Linked DNA regions of Mus musculus: region 2 is linked to region 1. A link is a contact called in public ChIA-PET data. All regions are on one chromosome and are shown on one strand. Each heading gives the region's core, a stretch centred on a gene start, on an enhancer-like site or on the middle of the called end of the contact. The rest is flanking DNA. Distances are from core to core; before and after follow the strand shown. Region 1 has its middle 12 kb from the start of Gm12326. Region 2 has its middle 25 kb from the start of Gm46262.

Region 1 (6,425 bases), core at 2,177-4,676:
CAAATCCCAGCAACCACATGGTGGCTCACAACCATCTGTAACAAGACCTGATTCCCTTCTCTGGTGTCTGAAGACAGCTACAGTGTACTTACATATAATAAATAAAATAAATATTAAAAAAATGTGTAGTTTGTTCGTTTGCTTTATGTCCTTGGTTTTCATTTACTTTTTCACCTGGAAATTTTAAAAAATCTTTCAAGGTAAAAAAAAATGTAGGAAGCTGGGCGTGGTGGGCATGCCTTTAATCTCAGCACTTGGGAGGCAGAGGCAGGCGAATTTCTGAGTTCAAGGTCAGCCTGGTCTACAGAGTGAGTTCCAGGACAACCAGGACTACACAGAGAAACCCTGTCTCGAAAAACCAAAAGAAAAAAAAAGATAGGAAGTCCTAGTCGTATGGTTTGAGTCAGAAATGTCTCCCACGAGCTTCTGTGATGGCCCCTCTGTCGCCAGCTGGTGACACAATTTAGGGAGGTCATGTAGGATTGGGACCCAGATAGCAGAAATGGTAGCGAAATACCCCCAAGTCCTGTGAATTATTGGTTAAGTGAATGAAGTGAATATTCAAATAAAACAATGCAGGCGCCTACAGTGAGAGATGTGGCTGTGGGCAGTCCTGCCTGGCCAGCTGTCAGCAGAGCTCCCCAGAGAATTGGGTCCACAGTTTGAGAGCCTGTGCAGAGACAGCACTGCACAGATTTCTGGAAATGCTGAAGGAACTGGAAAAGATATGACACTCTGTCTTCATAAAGTGTGTCTTAAATGTATGCCAGGCTGTCATGGGAATGAGGAAACAGACCTATTCTGGAATCCCCAAGTAGCCCCTGGAACGGTATTTCATAAGGCAAATTTCGTCACCATTTAAAAATTTAAAACCTCTATGCTCTGTACACCAGTCATGCAGAAGGTACTTGGCAAGTTTTGATTATCCATTTAGTAGTTCTCGAACCTGCCTGACAGGGGCACGACCCCTTCTGAAGAGCACATGGGCTATGCTCAGGGTCAGTTGTGAGAGGATGAACCAGGACAAACACTTTAGGAGCAGCTCATTCCAGAGCCTACACTATTAGGAGCTGGCCCCAGGGGATACATGTCACCTATAAAGTAGTGAGTTCCCGTTCCTGTATGTGTTCAGTGAAAGGCTTGATCCATCACTTAGCTGAGAAGAGAGAATAGAAAGTGCTTAGGAGGCAGCCGAATGGCACTGTGAACTGGAGGCCCTCTGATCCTGGGCTGCAAGCTCACCTATTCTTGTTATCCTAGTATCATAAAGGTTATTACAGCAATGGCTTTAAGTAAGATCTACCTGTCCTTGGGTGTTCAGTGTTTAAAGAACTCACTATGGTACAAATCTCCAGAACCCACTCCTACGCATTAGCCTGGTGGTCATGGTAGTTTACCTGTCATCCCAACCTCAGAAGGAGGGCCCAGAAAAAGCTGGCTATCTAGACTAAGCATTTTGGTGACCTCTGAGTTTGATTGAGAGACCCTTCTCAAGGAATATGGAAGTGAGCTTGAGAGTGATTCCTAACATCAATCTCAGCCCTCTATATGGATGTGTTTACATGTGTGCATATAACCCCATAGTACATATGCCTACATATAGGAAATATGAATACATATACATAGGCAATACACACATAAAAACACACGGAAGGGGGATGGGGGTCCTACCTGTTCTCTAGGCTGTCCCGACATAGTAGACCACATCTAGATCCTACTCTACAAAACATTCCAAAACTTCCAGTAACCTCTCTATAAAATGGTACTTTGATTGATTAGTGATGTCTGTCAAGGGCACAGAGTAGTAGCTAGTAAATTCTTGCCACCCATTTGTCACCCTTGTTTGCTCCAGAACATACATTTAAACTCTAAAGAGGCATAATTGGATAATAGCTGTAAAGCCACATGCATGGAAGACGAGACCAGAGAACATCCTCTTAGAGCCAGAAAACGGATTAATTTCAACATGGAGATTCGCAGCCATCCAGATTCCAATTCCCCACATTACTCAGCTTGCTTCCTTGTGGGCCTGTCCTTTAATTAGGAGGCTCTGCAAACACTTCAAAGCTAAGCAGCTCCCCAGCCCAGTGGCTGTCCCTGCCAGCTCCCAACCTCCCCCCCCCCCCAGCAGCACCCCAGAGAGTCAGACTGGATTTTGATCACACAAATCAGGATGTATGTTTCCCACTGTGAAATAAATAGCCATCCCCCAACCACATCTTTATCCCCGGAGCCAATTAGAGGCACAGCTGGCTTCCCAAGCAGAATTGGGAGGGAGCCACTCTGTCTCATCTTCACCTTGGTGCCAAAGCGATGCTACCGCCATACATCTTCTTTGGCCTGGCCTCCAGAAAATCAGGGTTTTTGTTTTGAACAAATGACCCACAGAGGGCTTTGTGACACCCTTGAAAGTCCAGTGACACATCCTCTTACTGATGCCTCAGATTTAACATGGCGGGGCTTGGAGACTGGTAGACTCAGGTTCAAAGGATAATTCTACCATGAACTTGCTGTGTTGCTTTGGATAAGTGGCTTAATCCATCTGAGCTCACCTTTATTTCTGAAATAGGAATGATATTAAAACCCTTATGACCCTTTGGCAAGACGATTTCTCTTTCTTCATCCCTCCCACCCTCCTGAACAAACCCCTATTCTGCGCATCCTCTCCCAGCTCCTGCTAGGCTTCAACGGCTTTCCTCCATCTAAGGTTTCTGCCTGGCTACATAGAAGTCAGTTTCTTGGACTGGGTGTATAATAAGCCAGAGGGGCTGCTGCCTGGAGTTGTCACAATCTCTACCTGTGCAGGGACATTAAGTTACCCTTGGGGCAGGTTCCTCCATTCTCCAGCAGAACTCCCAAAAGTTCGGGAGGGTGAGAGTTTGCTATCCCTGAAGGAAGGACAAGCATTTTGCCCAGCCACACCTCTCAGTAGAGCAGAGCTGATGGCTGGGAAGAAAGGGGCAGGTTAGAGTTCTCTTGAGAGGAAATGATTCATGAACTCAACTTCCTCTTCATACCTGTGGTTCAGGGTCACAGTCTCAGGGGTCTGGACAGGATCTGTTGGAAGCCAGAAAGGGCTCACTGGAGAGCAGGTGAGAGCTGGACTCAAGCCCCAGCACGGACTGAAGGCCTGCTTGGCCAGGGAGAATGTGGTAGGAAATCTTTCGTTCAGGGAAATGTGCCCTGAAGACACTTCTGCAGTTGGGAGTGAAGCTTCCCCTCAGGAACCAAGGAAGACTCTCTGCATCCTGCTGAGAACAGAACTGGTCCACACAGCTTCCATTAGCCAACCGCATGTGGCTATTTAAGGTTAAAATCAAATTAATTACAATGAAATAAACTTGAACATTTAGTTCCTCAGTCATGACTGGCCACGTTTCAGGGGCTCAATTGCCGGATGTGGTTAGTGGTTAGAGGGGTATGGAGTGGCAGTGTGCTCACTGCAGTGGAAGGCCTTTCTGCTCTCACAATGTCCAGGTGACTCTCTCTCTCTCTCTCTCTCTCTCTCTCTCTCTCTCTCTCTCTCTCTCTCTCTCTGTGTGTGTGTGTGTGTGTGTGTGTGTGTGTGTGTGTGTGTGTATCATGCCTTATTTAATGCTTAGCACTATTACTGGGCTTCCTCCTAGAGCAGTGGTTCTCTTCCTTCCTAATGCTGAAACCCTTCAATACAGTTACTCATGTGGTGACCCCCAACCATAAAATTATATTGTTGCTACTTCATAACTATACATTTGCTACTGTTATGAATCATAATGTAAAGCTTCCCGATACTCTTAAGTGACCCTCCAAATGCACAGGTTGAGAACAGCTGTCCTAGAAGACACTGCTGGCGGGTGGTGGTGGTGGATGTATCCCTTCCCCCAGCCAAACAACCCAAACCCCTCTAGATAGAGGCAGCTGTCCTTTTAGGTAGTGCAGAATCACCCCAGGTGAGCACTGCTGTAGGCCATACACCCCATAGACAGACCCACAGTTGGGCTGAATTCATTTCCTTCGGGGCCTCAGGGGAGGAACAACTGAGAACACAGCTGCCCCATGCAAGGGGACTGAGCCAGTGTCCCAGACAGTTCACAGACAATGGGAATCAGTTCATCAACAAGGGGGTAAGAGCCCGTGTAATCTATTCATTTCCCCCAAACACCCTCTCTGAGCTCTGTTGCACTGGGAACTAAATCTTCAGCATGTGAGCTGTTGGGGTTGGAACACCAACTCCAGTATTGTGTGAGCTCTGCTGAGCATCTTCGGTGTCCTGAGCCTCAGTTGCTTCATCTGCAATGTAGACGTATTACCTCCCGTGTGAGGTTACTGGTAAGGAAATGGATGCAGACAGCATCTACCTATCTAGAACCCCTCAAGTGCAGCTGGCTGACATCCCTGAATGCTATCACTGGTGTAGGGGCTCAGTTCCTCCTGTTCAACTGATGGGTAGAATGTGCCCTCTCTGGAGCATCAGACTCTATCTGGGGTGGACTGTCACTTGGCCAGTGACTCTAGCTATCACAGGATCGAATGACCTGAGCCCCAGGACATACTGTGTTCCTCAGGCCTCTTGGTCCATTCAGCTTACCTTGGAAAGATATCTAATACCTCTTGCCAAATGAAAAACAACCCCAGAGACTGGAGGTAACCATGGCAACTGTCTTCTAAACTGGATTATTGTTACTTTATCAGAAAGTTCCTTTCCTTCAGTGTCCCGATGCCCTGAAGTTGGATGAATTTTTAAATGTGGTTTTATTGTATCTTGGAGCTAAATCCTTTCTGCGTGCAGCAGAGACCTGTCTTCAAATCACGATGAAAGCTGACAGGAGACTAGGGTTTTTTTTTCAAAGCTCGCCTTTCTTCTCCACTGCAACCCACAACCACTGCTACCATCGACCAGAGCACCATACCTTCTGTGCCAAAGGGCTAACGTCACACTTTCCGCCGGTCACTCATTGGCTGAGAACAGATGTTGGTCACCTACATTTACGAAACGAGTCTGAGTGGGGGATATAATAATCACAGCAAGTATAAGCAGGGCCGTCTCCACCTTCTCCCTGTGGCTGACCACCTCCATCTCCCAGATTCCTTTAGGCTGCTGCATCTCCTGGCCCAGAAGGAGCAGCATCTATAGGGTCCTGACACAGAGACCTGACACACTGGTTCTGCAGCTGATGGATCAGGACACTGAACAGAGATGAGTACATGAGTGGTTGAAGCCATTCTGGGCTGTTTTAGCAGTGGATGACAAGTGAGACCCCTTCCTCTTTGGTTTCCAGGTTCCAGACTCTGTCTGATGAGGTTAGCCGACTAAGCTCAGAGCCCACAGACTAGCTGTGTCTTACTATCGCTCCGTGACTTAATGAATGTACTGGCTCTGCTAATTAATTGCTTGCTGTGTCTCTTGCAAGTTTTAGATGACAGAATGATTATTGGAGTTCATTATAGGCTACACAGTGCTCCTAAGTGCATGGGAATGTTGTGAGGGTCTCACTGGATGGTAATAAGAAAGGTCACCGGCAGCTTGCCTGCTTCACCAGCTAAATGGCCTACAAACCCGGCTAGCTCAGGTTGGCTCCTTCAGATCAGCCCTACCACAAAACTGAAATAAACTCTTCTATCCTTAAGCTGATTTGACAGATATTTCATTACAGAAATAAGAAAAGTAACAAGTACAGAGAGACCATTTGTGAAATAATCTGTTCCTGGGGAAAATGGCCAGGCTTGTGCTAACCTTTATCCTTAGTCCTAAGCTTAATCTTAACCCTAAGACCTAGCTCTATCCTTAACCCTAACCTAACCCCATCCACCCCTGATTTCAGAGCCTTTACAGGAGACATTCGCTTTCTACTGATGGAAGGTGAGTCCTTGGACAGTGGAAGAAATGAACGAGGATAAGACAGGAGCTCTGGCAGGTCTGAGGACAGTAGCTACTGGGAAAGAAGTGTTACACAGTTCCACAGGCTGCTCATGGTGGGGACAGTGGGTGCAAGACATCTTCTAGCAACTGTACAGATGGATGCCCTCAGTCTAGACTCAGTGCCAAGGGAAGTGAGCTGGCACACTAATCCTCCCCTATTTAGGGGTCTCCCCTTCTCAGAGAAGGAATCGCTGCTTCCTGGTCTTCCCAGCTGAAACTCAAATACTCACTCTGCCCTGTCCTCTCCTGGTAATGCCTCAGAGTTCATTCTTGGGCCCTGTGGCCCCACCACCGTCTCTCTATTTCTCCAGAAAACCTTTCTCAGGTCTCAAGCCCAGGCTTCTGAGAGAGTTGGAAATGGGGTAGCTGAGAGCAAGGCTGGCACAGTTAGGGGACAGAGAGCTATGGGAGGGGTCTGGCTGACTTGCGCCTTAGCTCTCACCATTTCACTTCACACGACATTTCCACTTGCACAGTTGCACAGCCTGCTCTCTGGCCTCTTACGAACCTCCCAAACTGGACCCTC
Region 2 (6,425 bases), core at 1,362-3,861, 270 kb before region 1:
ACTCACACATATAAAAAGTGAAATTAACAAATATAAAAACAAACAAACAAACTCACAAACAACCAAACCAAAACACATGGACACAATCGCCATGATAAACACACAGGAAGAAAAGGGAAGACATAAAAACCGAATAGAAATTCCAGAATCTCAAAGTGAAATAGGAAATGGGGGAGAAAAAAAGTTTACTAATGGGCTTAAGAGCAAATTGGAGAAGGCAGTGAAATTGAAGAGATGTGTTAAATTGAAGACAGAACACAGAAATTATCCAATTTGTAAAGAAACAAAATGATTGAGACAAAGTCAAACATTGCCTTAGTGTCATGTGTGACAACATAAAGTCGCCGGCGATGTGTATAATTAACTAGAGAACTGGGCAAAGAAGTGTATAGAGCAGTGTCCCAAATTTCCTCCAATTTTGTGAAATACAGATCCACGAAAGTCAGGAAACTCCACAGTTAGATAAATGCAAAGGAGAGGCTACCTGGACATATCGGTATCAAGTTACCTAAAAAACAAAGACAGGGAGACATTGAAGGCAGAGACAACAAAGCTTCACACAGGGGACCACTGATACCGGAGACAATGGATTTCCCATCCAAACAGCAGAGATCTTTAGACACCAGAGATGTGGCTGGCATGCTGAGATACCAAAGAAGCAGCCCGAACGGCCAGTGCAAAGTTCTGCAGCCAGTGAAAAACATCCATTTCATATCAAAACAAAGGCGTTATCAAGCCATTTTCAGATGAACAAGAGCTGAGTGGGCACCCACGGCACAAAACGCCTAGGGGAATTCTTTAAGATTAAGTGGGGACAGCCGCAGACTGGAGCTCAGAGAGAAGAAAATGAGTGAGGGGCACCAGCAATGGTGAGAAGGAATAGAGAATAAACTACGTCAAAGAAGATGTATACTCTTGTATTGAGGGTTCCCGAGCACGGCAGAGGAGAATGTATGACCAGGGCAGCACAGAGGCAGGGGTGGGTAGCAATTAGGTTCTTGTGTTAACAGGAAAAACACTTTGAGACCCCAACACCACTGGTGTCCAGGCATCTATTCAACTGAAGTGATGGAATCAGGATAGGGCCAGCAGCCCCAGTGGTCAACCAGAGATAGGGACCAGGAAGCCTTTACTGCAGGGCCGATGGGATTTTGGGATTACTCAGACCTCAGAGCACCTGGACTACATGGATGCAGAGAGAAGCTAACCTTCATGGCCTCTTAGTGCTGGATGTAAGTGTGGAGTTGGTCATCTCTTTCCCTCCTGCCATCTAATACACAAAGAGAATTGAGATTCAGAGGGGTGAACTATTTATCTGCTGATGTCAGCTAGTTTGATCATATCCAGGAGTAGAGCCCAGGGCTCCAGGTCCTGAGCCTGTGTCCCCCTACCCCATATATGCTTCCCTAAACTTCTCTCCAGAGGCCTTCTGAAGGTGGGTGGGGGTGGGGAGCTGACTCCTCAGGCATGTGGAGATCATCTCACTAAAAATGAGATTACAGCACCTTCATCTTCCGTTTCCCCAGGCAGCATGGGTGTGCTTACTTGTTTCTATAGGGAAGCTGCTCCCAGGCACCCCGCTGCCGCTGAGCACCTAGCCTCTATCTTGTTTCCATCAACATAATCTGTTTGCAACACGAGATTGGGCTTTTCCCTGGCCCCCTTATCACTAATAGGATCAGCGGATTCTGCAGGCTGTTGGGAGCTGCAGTGAGCATGCTCAGTCAGGGAAGCGGCTGTCTCTGAGACGAGACTGCAGCTCAGTTAGCTATACACCAAGCTTTGGGATTCAGGAGAGGAGAGTTCGCCGGGACTCAGTTGCTCCGGGATAGCTTTTAGCTCAGGCTCTAACTCAAAGCCCTGTCTACCAGAGGATGGTTTGGTTAGTACCGTGTAGAGCCTCCACTGAGTTGTTACCGTCTTACTTCTGGAAGCTTCTCTTGTCATATATAATATTTATCTCTCATTAGGTGCGGGTTTATTTCTTGCTACAACAAACCAAATGATTTTTTTTAAAAAAATAAATTTGCTTTAGAAACGACTTGGTCAAAAGGGACTGTTCAATTATACATTTTATACCGCTCCATTCACGAATCCTGTGCAATGGCCAACTTTATAAGCTTTCGACGTTTTAATCAATTTGATCTTTCGGTTTTCTTTTCATCTTTTGGAACCAATCTTTCTTTCCTACGCCGTCAATGTTTTTGCCATAGGCACTTCCGGCTTGCACCTGGTGGATAAAGAGGTCTCACGCAGGAAAGGAAGAAGCCAGAACACCTGGTACTCCCAGCTCGGGTCTGCTACTAGTTAGCTGTGCTCCCTTGGGCGAGGCCCCAGCAGACTCTGTACCCTCCATCCCAAGCTGGTGCTTTTTGGGACAGGCTGAATGTCAGGTAGCTTGGTGCAGGTGAGTTTAGGAAGGTGAGAAAGAAAGCTGGAAATCAGATTCCCCTCCTCCGAAGGGGAAGGGTTAGCCAGCTGGAATCCAAGCCCGGAGCTGGGGCTTCTGTTGCTGGGCAACAGCAGCCTTTGTCTTGCTATGACTCAGATAGGAGAAGAGTTTTTGAGTTGGGCTCCAGCCACACAGGACTTCCTGCCTCTGCCAGTTTCCTGTTTCCTGGAGTGCAGCCTTAGTCACCCCTTGAGACTCTCCTCAGCGCGCTGTTCAGAGGCTGCCTCTAGCCCAGCCTTTAGGGCACACCGATCTGTATTAATTCCAAATGCAGGGGAAGGAGCCAGATGAGTGTCTGCACGGCGTAGGAAAATAGAATTGTTGCAATGTAAAAGCCTGAACGCACTGTAAGCTCTCCAGAGTTCTTAGGGTTTGTGGGATACTCTGTCCCCCTCATGGTAGGCTTCAGGGATCTCTACCTCCGTCACCAGCCTTTCTTCACCAGCCGTGCAAGGCAGTTCACTAGCTCTCAGATTGCTTGTCCCTATTCTCAGATCATGTGTCCCCTTTGCTTTATTTTTTTGGGACTGGGTTTTGGAATGTCTTCACTTCTGGAAGGCTCTTCCCCGCTGATCCCACACAGGTAGATGTGGCTTGTATCCCAGTTGTCAAGTGTTAGGGGGGTTGTTACCCAGTGTGCGGGTGTTGAAATGGGTGTGGTAACTGGTTTTGTGTGTCAACTTGAGCTGGAGTTATCACAGAGAAAGGAGCCTCCCTTGAAGAAATGCCTCCATGAGATCCAGCTCTAAGGCATTTCTCAGTTAGTGATCAAAAGTGGGAGGGCCCATTGTGAGTGGTGCCATCCCTGGGCTTGTGTTCGTGGGTTCTATAAGAAAGCAGGCTGAGCAAGCCAGGGAGAGCAATCCAGTAAGCAGCATCCCTCCATGGCCTCTGCCTCAGCTCCTGCCTCCAAGTTCCTGCCCTGTGTGACTTCCTGTCCTGATTTCCTTTGGTGATGAACAGCAGTTTGGAAGTATAAGCTGAATAAACCCTTTCCTCCCCAACTTGCTTCTTGGTCGTGATGCTTTGTGCAAGAATACAAACCCCAACTTAGACGTTAGTGTTCAAGGGACTGGAGAGGTGGCTCTGTAATTGGGAACACTGGCCGCTCTTGCTTGGGTTTGAGTCTCAGCAACCACAGGGCAGCTCACAAGCAATTGTAACTCCAGTTCCAGAGAGTGAATTGTTATAAATTGAGGTCACTTCACGGGCTTGGGTTTTTCTGCATTCATAAGCTGTTTCTCTTTTAGCTCCTCTGCCATGTTGTAACACATTCAGGGAGCCCTCACCAGAAGCTGAATTGATAGGGCCACTCAGGTTTTGTTCTTCAGCTTCCCAAATTGTGTTCTTATTTACAAAGTATCTAGCATAAGGTATTCTGTTAGAACAACAACAACAACTAGTCTGCCTAACTTACCTGTCTTGGAAGGGCTCTCTCTCCAGTAACCTTTTGAGTGGTAGAAAGTAGGTTGTGGCCACAGTGCTGTTGTTCACAGTAACAGCCACTTTTCTTATTGTTGTAATAATTAAAATAGTTGATAAAAGCATCTTAAAGGAAGAAAAAAAATACTTGAAAGGTACTTTTATCATGGAGGCAGGAGTGTGAGGCGACACACCATGTCTGCTGTCAGGAAGCAGGGAGATGCTCTCTCTCTCTCTCTCTCTCTCTCTCTCTCTCTCTCTCTCTCTCTCTCTCTCTCTCTCTGTACAGGACTCCAGCTCATGGATGGCATTATCTGTATTAAGGACAGGTCTTCCCTCCTCAGCTAAATTTCTCTGGAAGCAGTCTCATACATACACAGAGGTGCGACTCCTAAGTGATTCCAAAATCAATTAAACTTGACAATAAAGACAAATCAAATTCACCAAAACAATTTCCCCTCTGCTTCCTGGATGGCTATTCAGCTGGATACTATTTCTTAGGCTCCCTTCTGGTTGGGTGGCCTTCATGTCGGCTCTCTTCTAGTTGGGTGGCCTTCATGACGGCATGCTTTTTGTTGTTTTTTGTTTTTTGTTTTGTTTTGTTTTTTTGTTTTTTTTTTTGAGACAGGGTTTCTTTGTGTAGTCCTGGCTGTCCTGGGAACTCACTCTGTAGACCAGGCTGGCCTCGAACTCAGAAATCCGCCTGCCTCTGCTTCCTGAGTGCTGGGATTCTAATCATAAGAAAGAGAGCAGAAGTCATCGATGTACTTTCTGGGCTAAGGTTCACATCTGTTTGCATCCCCTCACTGTGTTATTTCGGGGTGATTGGTGTACAGTGAGATGTTCCTTTCCAGCACACAGGCTGGTACCTAGCTTCACTACCACAGCCACTTTAGAGTGTATGCAGCATCCTAAAGGACCTTCTCATGCTTTTGTAATACATTTCTTATGCCCCAGTTAGGGATTGGGGGAAGCAGTGAATTCTAGGAATACATGGATTCATGTGGCGTGCAGTATTGGGCTGGGTGTTTTCTTCACATGATTTGAAACTTCATCTATGTTGTTTGCATCTGTAGCGATCTGTAGCCCCACCCCTTTTCTATTGGGCAGCCTTCCATTGTATGAATGCACTATAATCTGTGACAGACCTTTGGCTACAATGGTTAAAGCTAGACATACCTGTGTCTAGTCTCCACGTGAATCTATACTTTCCATTCCCGAGAATTGAAACTGCTGAGCCCCGCAAGTGCCTTTTATGAAAGTGCTAAGCTGTTCCCTGCAGTGACTGTTCTAGGTCGGCCAGCAACATAGAAGAGTCACAATAGTCCACACTGTCACCAACACTTGATCACTCCCGCCCACTTAATTTTAGCCCACTGGTAGGTGTATCCTGGTATTTGTTGTGGTTTAACTCACATTTTTCTTGATCACTAATTCTATTAAACATTTTCAATGTGTTTCTTGGTATCTGCTTTTGTAAATACTTTAAAAAACACTGGTTCATTTCAACTAGTTTGGTTTTACTACTCTTGAGTTTGAATGTACATTGGATGTAAGACATTTGCCAGGTATGTGTCTGACCAGGAAAGTTTTCTTTGTTTCTTGTCCTCTCAGTGATATAATCCATTCAGATGGAGCCATGTTTATTTCTAGACAGTCCAGTTTATGGACCTATTGATATTATTGATGATTTGCCTTTGTGGTGTTTTATCTTAGATATCTTTCCTTCCAGGCCACTGAGCCAAATGTATGCAAAAAATATGTATTCTTTCCTGCTCCCTTATTTCGTCTTCTCTGACTTTCAGAAACAGGTAGCACTAAAACCTGGGGTGTAGAAAAGGCATAAGACAAAAAGTGTCTGGACCCCTGGGACCTAGTCATGAGGGAGAGTCCCTAGCAGGACTATGTCTTTGGACTGGAAAGCTTAGGCAGGAATGTGTGTCAACTATATTTGAACCATTAACTTTTGCATGCCTATTTGTGCCTTTTGTTTGCTTGTTTGTTTCACAAGACAGGGTTTCTCTGCGTAGTCCTGGCTGTCCTAGAACTACCTCTGTTGACCAGGCTGGCCTGGAACTCAGAGATCAAACTGCCTCTGCCTCAGAACTGCTGGGATTAAAGGTGCAAGGAATCACGCCCGGCCTTGCAGGACGATGTGGTATGGCAGCCTCGCCTGCTTCAGAACCTAGCCATTTCTCAGGTGTGCAGATTCGGCGCTTTACCCAGCAGATTCGGTGCTTTACCCAGCAGATTCGGTGCTTTACCCAGCAGATTCGGTGCTTTACCCAGCAGATTCGGTGCTTTACCCAGCAGATTCGGTGCTTTACCCAGCAGCCTCCAGTGAGGCTCTGGCATGAATTGGAGGATCAGAGCCCTTCAGCTCTCCTCCATGGTTCTAAGCTTTGTTTTTTTTTTGAACAAGCCAGAGAGTACAATTAACTCTGAGGAAGGTTCATGCGTATTGTTTGCGCATATGGACTGGCATCTAAATTGCACTATGCGGGGGTTGGGAGGACATGCTGCTGTCCCTGTTCCCTTTCCATTCGAAAAT

What was found. ChIA-PET counts read pairs in DNA pulled down with a chosen protein or histone mark.
Region 2: an RNA polymerase II ChIA-PET map of memory CD8 T cells shows a contact between it and region 1, with 11 read pairs. The contact joins two enhancer-like sites. A contact is called at or near these places in 2 of 39 promoter capture datasets (the C10 cell line and cranial neural crest) and 2 of 115 datasets of contacts at active chromatin or transcription factors (embryonic basal ganglia and memory CD8 T cells).

The regions. Positions count from the first base shown.
Region 1 is chr11:71,725,247-71,731,671 of GRCm38.p6, reverse strand. No RefSeq gene overlaps it. Among named protein-coding and RNA genes, the nearest start is that of Gm12326, 12 kb to the left of the region's middle. Within about 2 kb of position 3,426, at least 22 of the 459 cell types and tissues checked have an H3K27ac peak or open chromatin away from gene starts, as enhancers often do. A contact at or near this core is called in memory CD8 T cells, where this site is marked.
Region 2 is chr11:71,992,282-71,998,706 of GRCm38.p6, reverse strand. No RefSeq gene overlaps it. Among named protein-coding and RNA genes, the nearest start is that of Gm46262, 25 kb to the right of the region's middle. Within about 2 kb of position 2,611, at least 214 of the 459 cell types and tissues checked have an H3K27ac peak or open chromatin away from gene starts, as enhancers often do. A contact at or near this core is called in memory CD8 T cells, where this site is marked.